Regions from separate parts of the Mus musculus genome. Here region 2 is linked to region 1. A link is a contact called in public Hi-C data. All regions are on one chromosome and are shown on one strand. Each heading gives the region's core, a stretch centred on a gene start, on an enhancer-like site or on the middle of the called end of the contact. The rest is flanking DNA. Distances are from core to core; before and after follow the strand shown. Region 1 overlaps LOC108168726. Region 2 overlaps Fam107b (family with sequence similarity 107, member B).

Evidence for each region. A called contact is a pair of places that touch in the nucleus more often than the background predicts.
Region 2: a Hi-C map of bone marrow shows a contact between it and region 1, with 3 times the contacts expected there. The contact joins two enhancer-like sites. A contact is called at or near these places in 11 of 39 promoter capture datasets (the 3T3-L1 cell line, 3T3-L1-derived adipocytes, cranial neural crest and 8 more), 2 of 15 datasets of contacts at CTCF or cohesin (CD8 T cells and large pre-B cells), 18 of 484 Hi-C or Micro-C datasets (B cells, CD4 T cells, CD8 central memory T cells and 10 more) and 17 of 115 datasets of contacts at active chromatin or transcription factors (the 230-238 cell line, CD8 T cells, the HPC-7 cell line and 12 more).

The regions. Positions count from the first base shown.
Region 1 is chr2:3,654,475-3,661,460 of GRCm38.p6, forward strand. The region is part of intron 2 of LOC108168726; the gene reads left to right. Among named protein-coding and RNA genes, the nearest start is that of Fam107b, 55 kb to the right of the region's middle. Within about 2 kb of position 3,612, at least 203 of the 459 cell types and tissues checked have an H3K27ac peak or open chromatin away from gene starts, as enhancers often do. A contact at or near this core is called in B cells, CD8 T cells, CD8 central memory T cells and 8 more, where this site is marked.
Region 2 is chr2:3,728,848-3,735,833 of GRCm38.p6, forward strand. The region is part of intron 1 of Fam107b (family with sequence similarity 107, member B); the gene reads left to right. Among named protein-coding and RNA genes, the nearest start is that of Fam107b, 19 kb to the left of the region's middle. Within about 2 kb of position 2,979, at least 86 of the 459 cell types and tissues checked have an H3K27ac peak or open chromatin away from gene starts, as enhancers often do. A contact at or near this core is called in B cells, CD8 T cells, CD8 central memory T cells and 8 more, where this site is marked.

The DNA of each region.
Region 1 (6,986 bases), core at 2,362-4,861:
GGCAGGGACAAAGGAGAACAAAGAGAACAAAGCATAATGAGCCACGTGTATGGAGATGCCGCAATGAAACACATAGGCTGGCTTAAAAATTAATAAATAAATACATCCCCTTGTTGAAGGATGGAGGGCACATGATGCCCCTCCACAACACTTAGCAAGGTGGGTAGACTCTTACTTAGGTTTCCTATCATTGCCCATATGCTGACCATGCTTTTGTGAATCCCCATTCCCCTGCTTCTGTAAGCAATTCCAACTAAACTCACTGGTTCACCAAGCTTGCCTGGAACAGAGTCTTTTGCTGGTGCCTTATTTCTGAAGCACAACCACATATCACCTCCTCCTCCTCAGTGTTTGGCTCCTAGCTTTTTGAACAGCAAAGGGTGGGCTGTCAGGCACACAGCCATTACTACAGTGGGATTTTAAATTTCAAAATTACCCAGAGAATGAAAACCTATGGAAGCTATTTTTAATATCAGCACATAGGCAAAGAAGGGTGGGTGGAATGGAGGGTGAGTAGGGGAGACACTGTTGGAGGTAATTCTGTCACGTGGCCATACCTTTCTTTACCCCAGCACAGGAATACCAAAATTCACGGACAAACACACCAAAGGCTCCATTAGGCTGTGTGCTTCCTGAGAGCAGTGGACTGTGTCTTAGTTAGGGTTTCATCGCTATGAAGGAACACCATGACCATGAAAACTCTTACAAAAGAAAACATTTAACTGGGGCTCTGCTTAGAGTTTCAGAGGAATATTCCATTGTCACCATGGCAGGAAGTATGGCAACATTGATGCAGACATGGAGCTTGAGGAGCCGAGGGTTTTACATCTTCATCTGCAGGCTGCAGAAGGGGACCATGTGCCACAGTAGGGCAAGTAGCACAAACATATGAGGACTCAAAGCCTGCTCCCACAGTGACGCACTTTCTCCAACAAGGCCACACCTACTTCAACAAGGCCACACCTCCTAATACTGCCACTCCCCGTGGGCCAAGTACCACACACACACATACACATACACACACACACACACACACACGGACACGGACACGGACACGGACACGGACACAAGAGTCTGTGGGAGTCAAAGCCATTCAAACCACTGCAGACTGCATCGGTTCAAAGATGAAGCCAGAGCCAAGGGAGATTGAGCTCAGTGAGCAAAGTGTTTGCTGTGCAAGCTTGAGGACCTGAGTTTGAATGCCCACACCTACACCAACGGCCAGCATGCCAGCAAGTGTCAGTTGGAAGCTGAGCCAAGCATATCTCATGGGCTGGTTGGTCATCCAGCCCAGCTGAAATGGCCAGTTCTAAGTTCTCTGCAAGACTCCATCTCAAAAAAATGAAGTAGACAAGTTGTCAATGCAGACCTACTGATGTCAACCTCTAGCTTGCACTGCCCCCCCCCAATCCCTCACAACATGGGCAAGCACACTCACTTCACACAAATACGCCCCTCACATGCTTGCATGCACATAACTTTTAAAAAGAAGGGAAAAATGAAGTCAGATTCTCCGTGGGAAGGTGAAATTTCAAAGATGCATCACATCTATTAGACAGAGTACTCAGTGTGAAAATAAAGGGAAGGATGTAAGATCGGGCTTACAAATGCACTGGGAAGAGAAAGACTGAGACTCTGGTTTTGTGAATAATCACAGCATGTCAGTGGAGGCTTTGTGAGTGGAAATACTCCACACTTATGCTCTTCTGTGCTGTAGTCAAGACTGTGTTGTTTAATAGACAGCAGGACAGAGCTACCTTACTAATAGTGACAAGAAGGGGGCCCAATGCCAAACAGAACCATTTGTCAGCACAAAGGTGCATCCTGAAGCTTGGCAGCCTGGTAAGCCCATAACTGGAAACAGCCGAAAACAGGGACAAACCTGCATATGTCTTGTTTTCTGAGAACAACCCCACTTCTCAGAAACTTCTATGCTCGAGGCCCTCTCTGACTATAATAATCAGGGTGGAGAAACAGAGCCACTAGGCTATAGATTAAGAGATGTTTGACGAGGGACTGGCTAATATAGCCTGCGCTCTGTCACTGTGAACTTCAGCCCCAGGAAAGCTGGTAGTATAACTCTAAGTCTGAAGGCCTGAGACCAAAGGAGCCACTGGTGTCAAATCGTAACCCAAGGTCAATGGAAGAGTTTTCACACTGCCTCAGTTCTTCTCGCCTCGATGTCGAAACACCTCATCTAAAAATGTTCATGGAAGAACTGTTGCCTCTGGCTGGGTTTCAGAGGGTCTGGTTTGTGACTGATTGGCCCCACACACTCGAGCAGAACCTCATCCTGGTAGAATTATGTGGCAGAGGACCTTCTGTCAGGGTGAAGAAGAAGAGAAGGAGGAAGAGGAGGAAAAGGAGGAAAAGGAGGAAGGAGGGAGGAAGGGGGAGGAGGATGAATAGGAGAGAAGAGGGGGAGGAATAGGAGCAAAGAAGGAGAAGGAGGAAGAGCAGAAGGAGGAGAGAAGCATTGACTAAGATGTAATCCTTTCTACAGACTGTGCCTCACTTCCTCCAACCCATCCCTACCGTCTAAAGTTTTCATAACTTCCCCAAATATCACCGCCAGCTGGGGACCAAGTGTTTAAGACAAGTACCCGTGTAAGCCATATTCAAATCTCAACACCCAACCCGAGCAAACAAGCTTCTCCTCTGGCTTCATTCCGACTCTCTATAGCATAGATGATTTTTCCCACTTCACAGGTAGACGGCTTTACTGAGAGCCCTCCTTCCTAATACTCACCTTCTGGAAACATCCTGACATAAATACCTAAAATTAGCCTGTGCGCCTTGGGCCTGGTCAAGTTCACCCATAGAATGAACACTTTCCCCAGGGTAGGTTCCTTTCCTATTAGCCTGTCCATGGAACGTGTTCCTTCCTCTGAGTCCTCTATGCTCATCTTACATTTTATTTTAGAAAGCAACTCTTTGGGTTTATGTATGTATTTGTTTTATGTGCATATGTGTGTGCCTGCATGCATATACGTGCACTCCCTGTGTGTTAGACCCTGAAGAGGTCAGAAGGTGTTAGATCCTTTTGAAATGGGGTTACAGGTGTTTGTGAGTAGTCGTGTGGGGGCTGGGAACTGATCCCAGGGCCATGAGTAATAAGTGTTCTAAACCAGTGAGTCATTCGTCACCCCTCTTTCCCAGTACCCGGGGGCATAGTGGGGTAGAGGTCTGGGGGTGGGGGTGGGGGTGAGAAATAGGAGAGAGACAGAGACAGAGGCAGAGAGGGAATTTTACTTATCGAATTAAACTTGTATCCAGATCTCAACTACTTCTGGTCAGTGTTGCAAAGATTCCCAGGGTCAGCCGTGTAACTTAGAGCTACCAAGCAACTGTGGAGTTTAGCGAGTACACCCTCTTTTTGCCAAGGGTCCCCTGGGGCTGATTGGGATCCAGCAAATTTTCAGAATTGGCAGGGTGACACAGTTTAGGCAAGTTTTCACTTCCTGTGGTTTGTAGGTTACTTAAGTGTGAAGTAACAAACCTCAAACGGTTAAAATTCTCCAACCGAAAATGGTCACAGTGAGCACAAGGAGACAAAGCTCTGTGGTGTTTGTAGCCTGGGAGGAAGTGAGACCAAGGCTTGGCGAGCAGAACCTGGTTTTTCCATACATGAAGCTAGCCCTGGGGGAGGGCCATCTGGGCAGCGGTTAGAGTCAGGCCTTCTGCCTGGGTAAAGATAGCAAGGCATGTTTGTTCACACAAATAAAATGTCAGGTTCTCTTTTTGCCTCCTCTTCCCTCCCTCTATTCCCCTCCCATTTCCCCCTCCTACCTCCCCCTCTGCCTCTGCCTCCGCCTCCGCCTCCCCTCCCCCTCTCCTCCCTCTGTGTGTGTGTGTGTGCATGTATATTTACATGCGTGTGTGGTATATGTGGAGTCTGGAGGATGGCAGGGAGTGCCTTCCTCAGTGACTCTCCTACTTACACAGTGAGGCAGGGGCTTTTGATTGAAGCCACCAGAGCTTGCCTGGTCTAGCTAGACAGCTGGCTCCATGGTTCCCTTGTCTCTGCCTCCCTAGTACATAAGTAGGCCACCAGGCTAGGCTTTCTGTTTACATGTATGCTCTGGGCCTGACCTCTTGTCCTTTACATATGTGTAGCCAACACTTTACCTACTGAGTCTCTCCTCATGCCCATGGAGCCGCCTCCCCAGCGGAGCTTTTCTGCGTTCCTTGTAGAACAGTCTAAAGTGAGCCCTCCACTAAAATAAGCTATCTGAAACACACATGCCCTTTGATGGCACAAATGATTCATGTGTCGCCCACCCAGAGTCTCCCCAGGCTCTGGCCAGAGAGTAGATAATTACTCACACACCAAGGTGAGGGGAAAGACAGGTAAAGTGGCAGAGGTGACTCCAGCTATTTGGGAGGCTGAGGAAATAGGAACTCATAGTCAAAAGCTACATAGGCTACAGGGTGAGTTCAAGGGCAGCTGGGCAACTTAGTGAGGCTGGAGAGCCGAGTTTTAAATAGAGTTAAAGGGGGGGAGGAGGTTATAGCTTAGTAGCAGCCCAGCTGCTTAGCTAGTGCTCTTGGGTGTGCAAGGCTCCCGCTTTAATCCCCAGGACTAGGAGGGAGGGTTAGGCGAACCTTTTACAAGAGGTTTTACTGGGATTAGTGGTGAGTTTCTAGGGAAATCTGCCTGCTCCCCACTCCTTCATCCATAAGACTCTTAGGTTTGCATGGATTGTGACGTCACTGCACACCAGCACTGTGTTCTCCCTGGGCTTCTCTATGCCACCTTCATTTGTTACAAGCAAGGGGAGAGGGAGAAAGAGAGGGAGGGGGAGGAAGGGAGAAGGAGAGAGAGAGAGTAAGAGAGGAGAGAGGAGAGGGGGAGGGGAGGGGAGGGGGAGGGGGAGAAAGAGAGGGGAGGGAGGAAAGGAGAGAGGAGAGAGACCAGAACAATCCTTTAATACAGTGAGCCAGGCTTGTACGTGGCTATTGCCAGGTTGGGCGGAGTGCTAAAACATGCCAAACATCCTGAATGAAACCTGGGTCATAGCAGGTGCTTAGTAGGTATCTGGATGAGGTAGGGATGTTTGTCTAGTCTCTTAAACTATTAGTTCAGGTGGGTGAGCCAGAAACCAAACGCTTTATCTTCTGTTTGTTGTTTTCCTTCCGCTTCCCACACAATGCCTGGAATGTGTAAGAACTCACTGAATCATGAACCAGGGACTGAGTCAATTAGAGTGATGTAAAGACTTTTGCTCATTTGGGGATTCTGTAAACAAGAAGTTACTCAGGGTGCTCCATAGGATGTCAGAGCTGAGTCAGACTCGGATCCTGCCTCCAGGAAACCAAATGTTTCCTTTATCTCTAGTTTACTGTCTTTCCATGTGCTTAAACCTAGGGCAGTTTCTGAGGCCTTTTACTAGGAAAAACAAACAACAAACAAAATTATCATGGATCTCAGATGACTTCGAACAAAGACTGGTTTCCTGAGTGCAGTTATGAGTCTTAACAAGGGCTTGGGGGTGTAGTTCAGTGGTAGAGAGCTTGCCTAGGCTCTGGGTTCTGCATTGAACTCTCAGCATCTCAACAAACAAATGAGTGAAGGGAAAAAAATTGATCATCTAACCTTCTAGCCTACATATCAAACCACTCGCCTTTGTTTCACACACTAGAGGTTGGATTTCACTCTCTTCCTGAAAAGGTGGGAAGAGGAATCAGTCTCAAGGAAGTGAAATGTGGCAGAAGGCCATGAACTCTGACCTAATTCATAAGGAAACATTTCTTGAATTTACTATTGATCCTGCATTGTCAAATATAGATAGGAAATAGAAGAGAATTGTTTATTATTATTATTGTTTATTATTATCATATTATTATTATTATTATTATTATTACTGCTTAGTGTCTTCTACACTGGTTGCCTTAGACAAAGAAGAACCATTTCTCTAGTGACCAGAGAAGGGAGTAACATGTTCCAGGGGAGAGGAAGGCAGCAATGGTCCCTTCAGGGTCTGGGATGGAAAGAGATTTCTTTGTTTGCTTTAAATGATATGAAATATTCTTCTAGCCCACTGCCATTTTGTATCCAGAAGGGAGTCAGCCAGTGGCACAGAATTTCTAAGTTCTTAGTCCCCTCTTTAGCTAAACTAAACTTAAAAAGTTCACCAAGATGGCAACCTCTGTACAAACACTGGCTTTCCTTAATTCAGAAAATGCCCTGGGGCATTAATTGTTCATGAATAAGAAAATGCCAAAGAATAATAAAAATGAGGCTTTGGCTTAGACCTCTGCATTTAGCTGCTTTCCCATTTGACCTGCGGTTGCTTAACTGGATATTTGTGTCCTAGACAGTGGCTTAGAGGTTCCACTTTGGCCTTAACTGAGATTGACACTGTGTCCACAAGGAAGATACCCTGGTGGCTCTGTTTCTTATGAATCTACATTCTCTATGTCTCTTAAGACAATGAAAGTAGAGGCATGGAAATTTCCAGAAGTTTACCTACAAGATATATTGGTTATCTAGGGTAAAATATTCAGTATGGTAATTTGTAGAATTGAACTGCCTGAAATTTTAATGTCACAAAATCTGTACCTATACTACTCTAGATTTTAATTGTGACTATTGTGTTCGTATGCAATATATATATATATATATATATATATATATATATATATATATATATATAGTCATGTGTGCAAGTGTATGTGGAGGTCAGAGGACACTTTTGTGAATTGCTTCTCTCTTTCCAAATTCAGAGGTCAAGCTTGGGTTTCCAGGCTACCCAGGAAGCACTTTTACCCACTGAGCCATCTCCAGACCCCAATTTTACCTTTTAAAATATATTCTTTGTATGCTTCAAACTGAGTGTGGTCTCTTGGCCAAGAACTCTTGGAGGAGGAAGTGTTGTGAAGGGGATATTTGCGTACGAAGTCTGAAGTCAGGCTCTCCAAGCTTCTCTTGGAAAAACCTGTAAGTCCTGCCCACTTCTCTTTTCACTCCCCCCTGTATGGGTTTG
Region 2 (6,986 bases), core at 1,729-4,228, 74 kb after region 1:
AAATGTCCTGCCAGGCAGTGGTGGCATATGCCTTTAATCCCAGCACTTGGGAGGCAGAGGCAGGCGGAATTCTGAGTTCAAGGCCAGCCTGGTCTACAGAGTGAGTTCCCTAACAGCCAGGGCTACACAGAAAAACCCTGCCATGAAAAACCAAAAAAAAAAAAAAAAAAAAAAAAAGAAAGAAAGAAAGAAAGAAAGAAAGAAAAAGAAAAAAGAAACTGGCCCACAGCAGGCTGGCCCACAGCCTGATCTCATGTTCTTAGTTGAGGTTCTCTCCTCTTAGATGATGTTAGCTTGTGTGACATAAATCTCTCCAGCATAAAAGCTAATTGAAGAATGGAGGGGACACCTCTCGGCATAAAAGTGTGGGTGGCTGTTAGTTTGGGCTGCTAGATGTTGAGTGTCTTAAGTGACCATCATTCCCTTCTTATTTAGAGGCAGAGAATGCCAGGATGAAGGCACTGTCAGGGTCAGAGTTAGGAAGGGCCTGCATTCAGGTTTATGGATACTTCTTGCTATATCCTGACATGGCAGAGAGGAAAAGTAAAACACTTTTCTTCATCCCTTCTCCAAGGGTGTGAATTCATCACAAGGGCTCGACTCTGCATTTCCTTCACAATGTCCCACTTCCAAATACTATGGCATTTTGGCTTAGGGTTCAAAAGGATAGATTTAGGAGTGACACAAGAGACGATCTGTGGTGTAACCAAAGCGATCAGTGGTTTACACTCCAAGGGAAGGTGGCAAGGTTGGTTCTGAGATACAAGGAGGTGTTCTGCAGAGAAGGGAGGTCTTCAGGGGTCCAGGATGGATGTGGAGGTGAAGGGTTGGGAGTGGGAATGGGAGAAGGAACAGTGTTGGTAGAGGTCAGGAATCTAGCACATAACCAACCAGAACTGGTCACCCAAAGCCAGGAGAGCACTGAAGCTGAGAGGTGACCTTGTCTAGGGTGTTTGCTGTTTCTCACAGGCCTGCTACTTGAGAAGTGTTTGCTGGTTGAGAGTAGCACTATGCTCAAGCAAGTGAGATCCAGGGTCCCGTGTTAGTGGCAGGCGGAGAGCAGGAAAGAAACTAGCACAGGGTCAGTATTTGTCCAGGCTTGAGTGATTAGTCCAGGTATTGTTAGTAACAGCGTCTTTGTGCACTCTTAAAGCAGTGATGTGAATGTAGTTGTTAAATACAGACACCCAGCGTGCATGCACATGGTTGCAGAGAGATACTCATTGCGTGTGTGAGTGAAGATTTGTCCCACAGGGGCTTCTGTGGTGTGTTGACCGTCATTGGAGAGACCTGGTTGTTCTCTTTGCATATTTACTGTTTGAATTCTAAAAGACACTGTGCCTTGTGGTTCCCTGAGCTCTCTTCTCTGGGTTTGTTTTAGATGACTGTCTGTTTGCTCAGCTAATATGGAAACTTGAGTCCAGCATATTGCCATGATATCTGTTATTGTAGCTCTTCTGGATTCTCTTAGGAGACAGTGGTCTTTTCTGGGAGCTCCTAGGAGCTTAGTAAACCCCTTAAGACATAGCTGGCTAGGACTGTATAGAAAAGGAGGCAGGGGAATGCAGAAGAAGAAGGAGAGGACGCTGAGTTCTTTTACTTTCCAGCCTGGTGAGAATTGGTTTGGGAAGCCTTATTTTCCTTGACTTCTGGGAAGGTAGGGGTGAGGGAGTGAGGTCAGCGGGAGGAGTCTGGGGTCCTCAGAGTTGCTTCTTCAGGCAGAAAGTGCCCCAGGCTTATGGTACTTGTGGTGCTTCAAGAGTGAGGTTTTTATTTGAGCCGTTTTATTTGAAGGCTACCATATGTAGATTATTACCATGCCCGAGGTGTCTTTGTTTGTGGTGCAAGGGGATGGAAGACCCTGGGTCCTGAACGCTGTGGGATGGGAAAGCGTTCCCATGGGACATGCCTTTCCCACCGTGGGGTTGTTCCTGTGCTCACTTGATTATGCATTGAGGTTTTCCAGGTCTGGCTAGAAACAGGAATCTGTTGTTCCAATCTTTGAGTCCCCTGTAGGGCTTTCCTGCTTCCTGAAGTTGGGCTCCTGACACTGATGTGGCTGTACTCAGGCGGATGTGGGGTTATCTCCACGGGGGCTGAGTGCGCTTCAGAACGCCCTGTCTAGCTCACTCCCCTCAGCTGGTGCTTGTCGGAAGCTGAGATCTGCAGGAGTAGCTGGGAATTCCTTTATAAGGCGGTGTCTCCTTTTGTGTTTCTATCATTTTTGTTTCACGCATCCTGAGTCCGTTTCCCTAAGGGCCGTGACACCAGCAGGCCTCAGGGAGAAAGCCTCATCGTGCTCTTTGAATGGCATCTCAACCATAGCATCCAAGCTTGGCTCCTAAAAGTGTCCCACAGGGCTGAAATTCAGAAGGTCTTCTTAGCAAGAGATGGACTTGGGTTTCTTTTCCTTCCCTCTGTAGCTGCTTCTAGCTGAACTTTTCCTTTTTCCTCCATCTGCTTGATAACTGCAAGTGAGTCTCCCGTCTCCACCCACCCTATCTTGATGATTTGGGTGGAGTGGTGTGTCCCTTTTTAAAAAACAAAGCAAGACAAAAACAAAACCCTTAAAACACACTAAAACCCAGAAGGGCAGCTGGGGAGTCGGTAGTGTGTGCTCAGAAGGTGCACCCGTATCCTGTTGTCAGAGCTCTGCGGTCTGTCCCGTGGTTCTGCACTGCATGCCCCTTATTAGTAACAGGTAGACGCCCTGCAGTCTGGGGTGCATATATCTGGATCTTAGTGAGACCCCAGCTCTCGTTAGCCAAGGGGTCTATCCTCACTTCTTTTCTCTTTCCAGTGCTTTAAGTTAAGACACGGTGTGAGAGGATGGAATTCCACTGTTTGGGTCCACCTTCTGTGTCTGCAGTTCACCAGGCAAGTAAAGTATCTATCTGCCTGAGTTTGTTTCCTTGCGAGTAGAATAGGAATGGTGCCCTTGAGTGGGTTCACAGCAGTGCAGTCACTTGCCCCATGTGCCCGTGTAGAGAAAGCACTCAGTAAGACAGCTGGCAACATTGCAGGTGCTTGGCACTGAGAGCATGTACCACAAAGCTCTGTTCTTGAACATAGGCTTGCCCGCGTGTTTACTTTCTAGTCATGTCCGAGTGAGCCTTCTGGAAACGTTACATGCATTTATGGGGACAGCACAGCTAAGGCACTTTGAAGCTGAGTGGTGTGTCCAATCGACCCACCCCTCCACATCCAGATTCAATATTCACAGGATAATAACAGTGTTATTAATTTCGAGGACAGAGGTTTATTCTAGTGTCCCACAACCAGAAGAGTCACAAAGGATCCGCCAGCACTAAGCTAGAATTGAAATGGCCAACCTGGACAGACATCTGCTGCAATTGTAAACAGTATGGAACCTTACAGTATGTCTTATACCAAATGGACATCATTTTAAAACACTTGGCTGGTGTGGAAACCTTCAGGGATGCAGGAAGTAGGCGTCCCAGGCACGTCTAGGTGTCTGTATAAGGCTGCATCAAAAGGGATGTCTCTAGACATTTTCTAGAAGAGTTGGTTTCTAGTGGTCTGAGGCTAGACCTGAGGTCTCCACGTATAAGGGTGAGTCCAAGTCTGGTCTTGCTGCTGCTCTGTCCTTGGCCTGGTTTCCACTAATGTCCCTTCTTGTACTTGCCTAGGCCTTTCCTGTTCCCTAGCTACCTCTCTGGAAAGGCCTGCAGAGGCCTTGGTCCCTCTTCACCTGCTTTGTTTCCCGTCCTCAAAGCTTATCAGGTACATTGTAGACAGTGTGTGTGTGCTTGTTATTGCTGGCCCTTCCATCTTGTACGAGCTTGCTCTGTGCACACAGGCATGTGGTGTGTTTGTCCTTAATTTACTGGAGCCTAAGGTGTCCTTCAGCCTGGGGAACCTCCTCTCAGGCTAGCTAAAGTAGCAGGACATGGGCTCTCTAGCTCTTCATCCCTGAGGATGGCTGAATACTCCTCTGTCTCAGTGAGTTTGCAGACGGAAAGGATATTTGGGGAGATTCTGCAGAATACGTTATTTTGAGATCCATCTTGGTCTGAAGTTAAGATTCTGGGAGAAGTGAATTGAAAGCCAGGCATAATCTATGCCTTTGGCCTTTAACAGCTTTTTTAAAAATAGAAATTAGGAAAGTAGCCATGTGTTCATTGTACTTGCATTTGTGTGTGGATGAATGAAGGATATTGTCTGCACTGTTGCTCTTTGTTCTTTAGCTAAGCCATGTGGGAAATGGCTTCTACACCCGTGTGCTAGGAGTTTTTTTCCTTTCCCTAGAGAAAAATTGGATGCTATTTTTTTTTCTTGCAAATGAAAAATATGTAACTTTTTGGTTCTGGACACCAGGAAGCAGGTAATTCAGTTAACTTTCAGACCTGGAAATTACATTATTCCTGACCCACTTTGTGTATTGGATCCTTTGACTTTCTAATTCTACTTTATTTATGTACTTGTATAGCTAACTTAATTTATATGTACAACTCAACATTTATAGTGCCATTAGTTTTCTTGAAAAAATGGCAAAACATTTAAAATAATTTTATGTTCTTACATGGGACACTGAGGATGGTCCTTCTGTCTCTCTCTTTCTTTCTTCCTTTCTTTCTTTCTTTCTTTCTTTCTTTCTTTCTTTCTTTCTTTCTTTCTTTCTTTTCCTTCCTTCCTTCCTTCCTTCCTTCCTTCCTCCCTCCCCTCCCCCCTCCCTCCCTCCTTCCCTCCCTCCCTCCTCCCTCCTTCCCTTCTCTCTCTCTTCCTTTCTTTCTTTCTTTCTTTCTTTCTTTCTTTCTTTCTTTCTTTCTTTCTTCCTTCCTTCCTTCCTTCCTTCCTTTCTCTCTTTCTCTCTTTCTCTCTTTCTCTCTTTCTCTCTTTCTCTCTTTCTCTCTTTCTCTCTTTCTCTCTTTCTCTCTCTCTTTCTCTCTTTCTCTCTCTCTCTCTCTCTCTCTCTCTCTCTCTCTTTCTCTCTCTCTTTCTCTCTCTCTTTCTCTCTCTCTTTCTCTCTCTCTTTCTCTCTCTCTTTCTCTCTCTCTTTCTCTCTCTCTTTCTCTCTTTCTCTCTCTCTTTCTCTCTCTCTTTCTCTCTCTCTTTCTCTCTTCCTTTCTTTCGGTGTAGATGGTATATAAAATGTGTGTATGTCTGTGTGTGCACATGTGTTTATGTGGGCAAATGTGCAGCACAGTGCCCATGTGGAGGTCAGGGAACAACCTTGGGGTTACTTGTTGAAGACAGGCTCCCATTGTCTCTAATGTGTATTCCAGGCTAGCTGGTTTTAGGTTTCAGAGGATTCTCTGCCATCTTGTCGGTGGATCACTGGGACAGACATAAACAGAATAGGGCAGAACTGCAGGTGGGCATAGCCGTCAGAGCCCATTCCTAATGACCTCCTAGCCTCAGCTTTATATGTATGCTAAGGATTCACACTGAACTGAGCCATCTCTCAAGCCCTGCAGCCAAATTTCTTTTGGAGTGAGACCACCTGACCCAGAGCCTTGCCCATGCTGAGTTATATCCCTACTCCTTAATGTTTTGCTATAAGGTATTGAATTAATAATTAGTTAATAAACCCAATGCAGGGTTGCTTCCCACCTCAGTGGTTGATGTTCTGGAACAAAACACACACACACACACACACACACACACACACACACACACACACAGACACACACACACACACACACACACACACACACACACACACACACACACAGCCTTTACATTTTAACATGCCCTAAGCAGAACAATAGCTGCTTAACTGCCTAGCCTCCGTGCTGCTAGACTCTACCTCCCTCAGATAATCCCGAGTTACTACTTACTAGTTTCTGTCTTCCATCTTGGCTGCTCTTAACTCCAATTTGTCAGCCTTCTGGGCCACGTTTTCTTAAAGCAGAGTCTGGGGTGCTCTCCTGGCTTCTATACCCCATGGCAGCCTCTGTGTCTCCTCTCTCCTAAGGTGTGGTAGATCTCCTTCCTCTTCTCCTGGTCCGTAAAATCCTGCCTCTGTCTGTCCTCTCCAGCTATTGGCTGCTGGCATCTTTATTTACCATTCAGAACCAACTGGGGGCAGGTTCCCAGAAGCTATACAAACCCTCTTGTGCAAACAGGTTTTTTGGGGGGGCGGGAATAATTAGCATTTGTAATATAAGCATGTAATTAAGGTAATGATGTATGTATGTATGTATGTATGTATGTTAACCTGAAACATTTGATCCTCCTGTTTCAGTCTCCCAAGTACTGGGATTAGCTCAACTTGAATTTAAAATTATGTTGCTGCTGTGTGTTTTACATCAGAGAGAGGGTCTGGAATACAGAACGCCTGTGTTTGCACAGGTAGGCTTTGTGTTTGTTTGGCTTTGCTCTGGATAGCAGTTTTATGGTTGTCAGGTTGAATGTGGTAGTAGATGCTGGCCAGTAATCCGTTCAGCTCTCATGGCTTTTACCCGATTTATTCCAATCGTGAGATTCTTAGTTACTTTCCCCTTTGAAGTTAAATATTTAATATTTCAGTGCGGTTAGAAACCTGCCTTCTGAGTACTATTATGATTCTCCGATTTTGCTGTTTCTAGGACTTGAGATTTTCTCCTTGGTGGTGTAGTACCTTCTGTTTCTGGAACCCCACCAGATGCTGTGGCCATTTACAAATGTCAGTGTGCATAAACTACTTAGGAGAGAGCTGCACTTTAATTGGTCCTTAAAGTTGTGCCAGTGGGTAACTATTTTAGCTGAAAATTAAGGAAAGAATTTACAAAAATTAGTTTACTTGTTCCTTTGAGTTTAATGCTTGCTACACCATAGACATCTTCCCGATGCTTGTGTTGGGGGTGCATTCTTATGAGAGGCCATGGAAATGAATAGACAATAACTTTATTTCCACTGTAATTCTGACTCTGTCTTTGGATGAGTTACTTTTCTTGTTTCTGAGATAGACTACCTGACAGGAAGCAGTTGCAAGAGGACAGGTGCTTTTGGCTCGCAGCTTCAGAGGGATTGCAGCTTGCTCT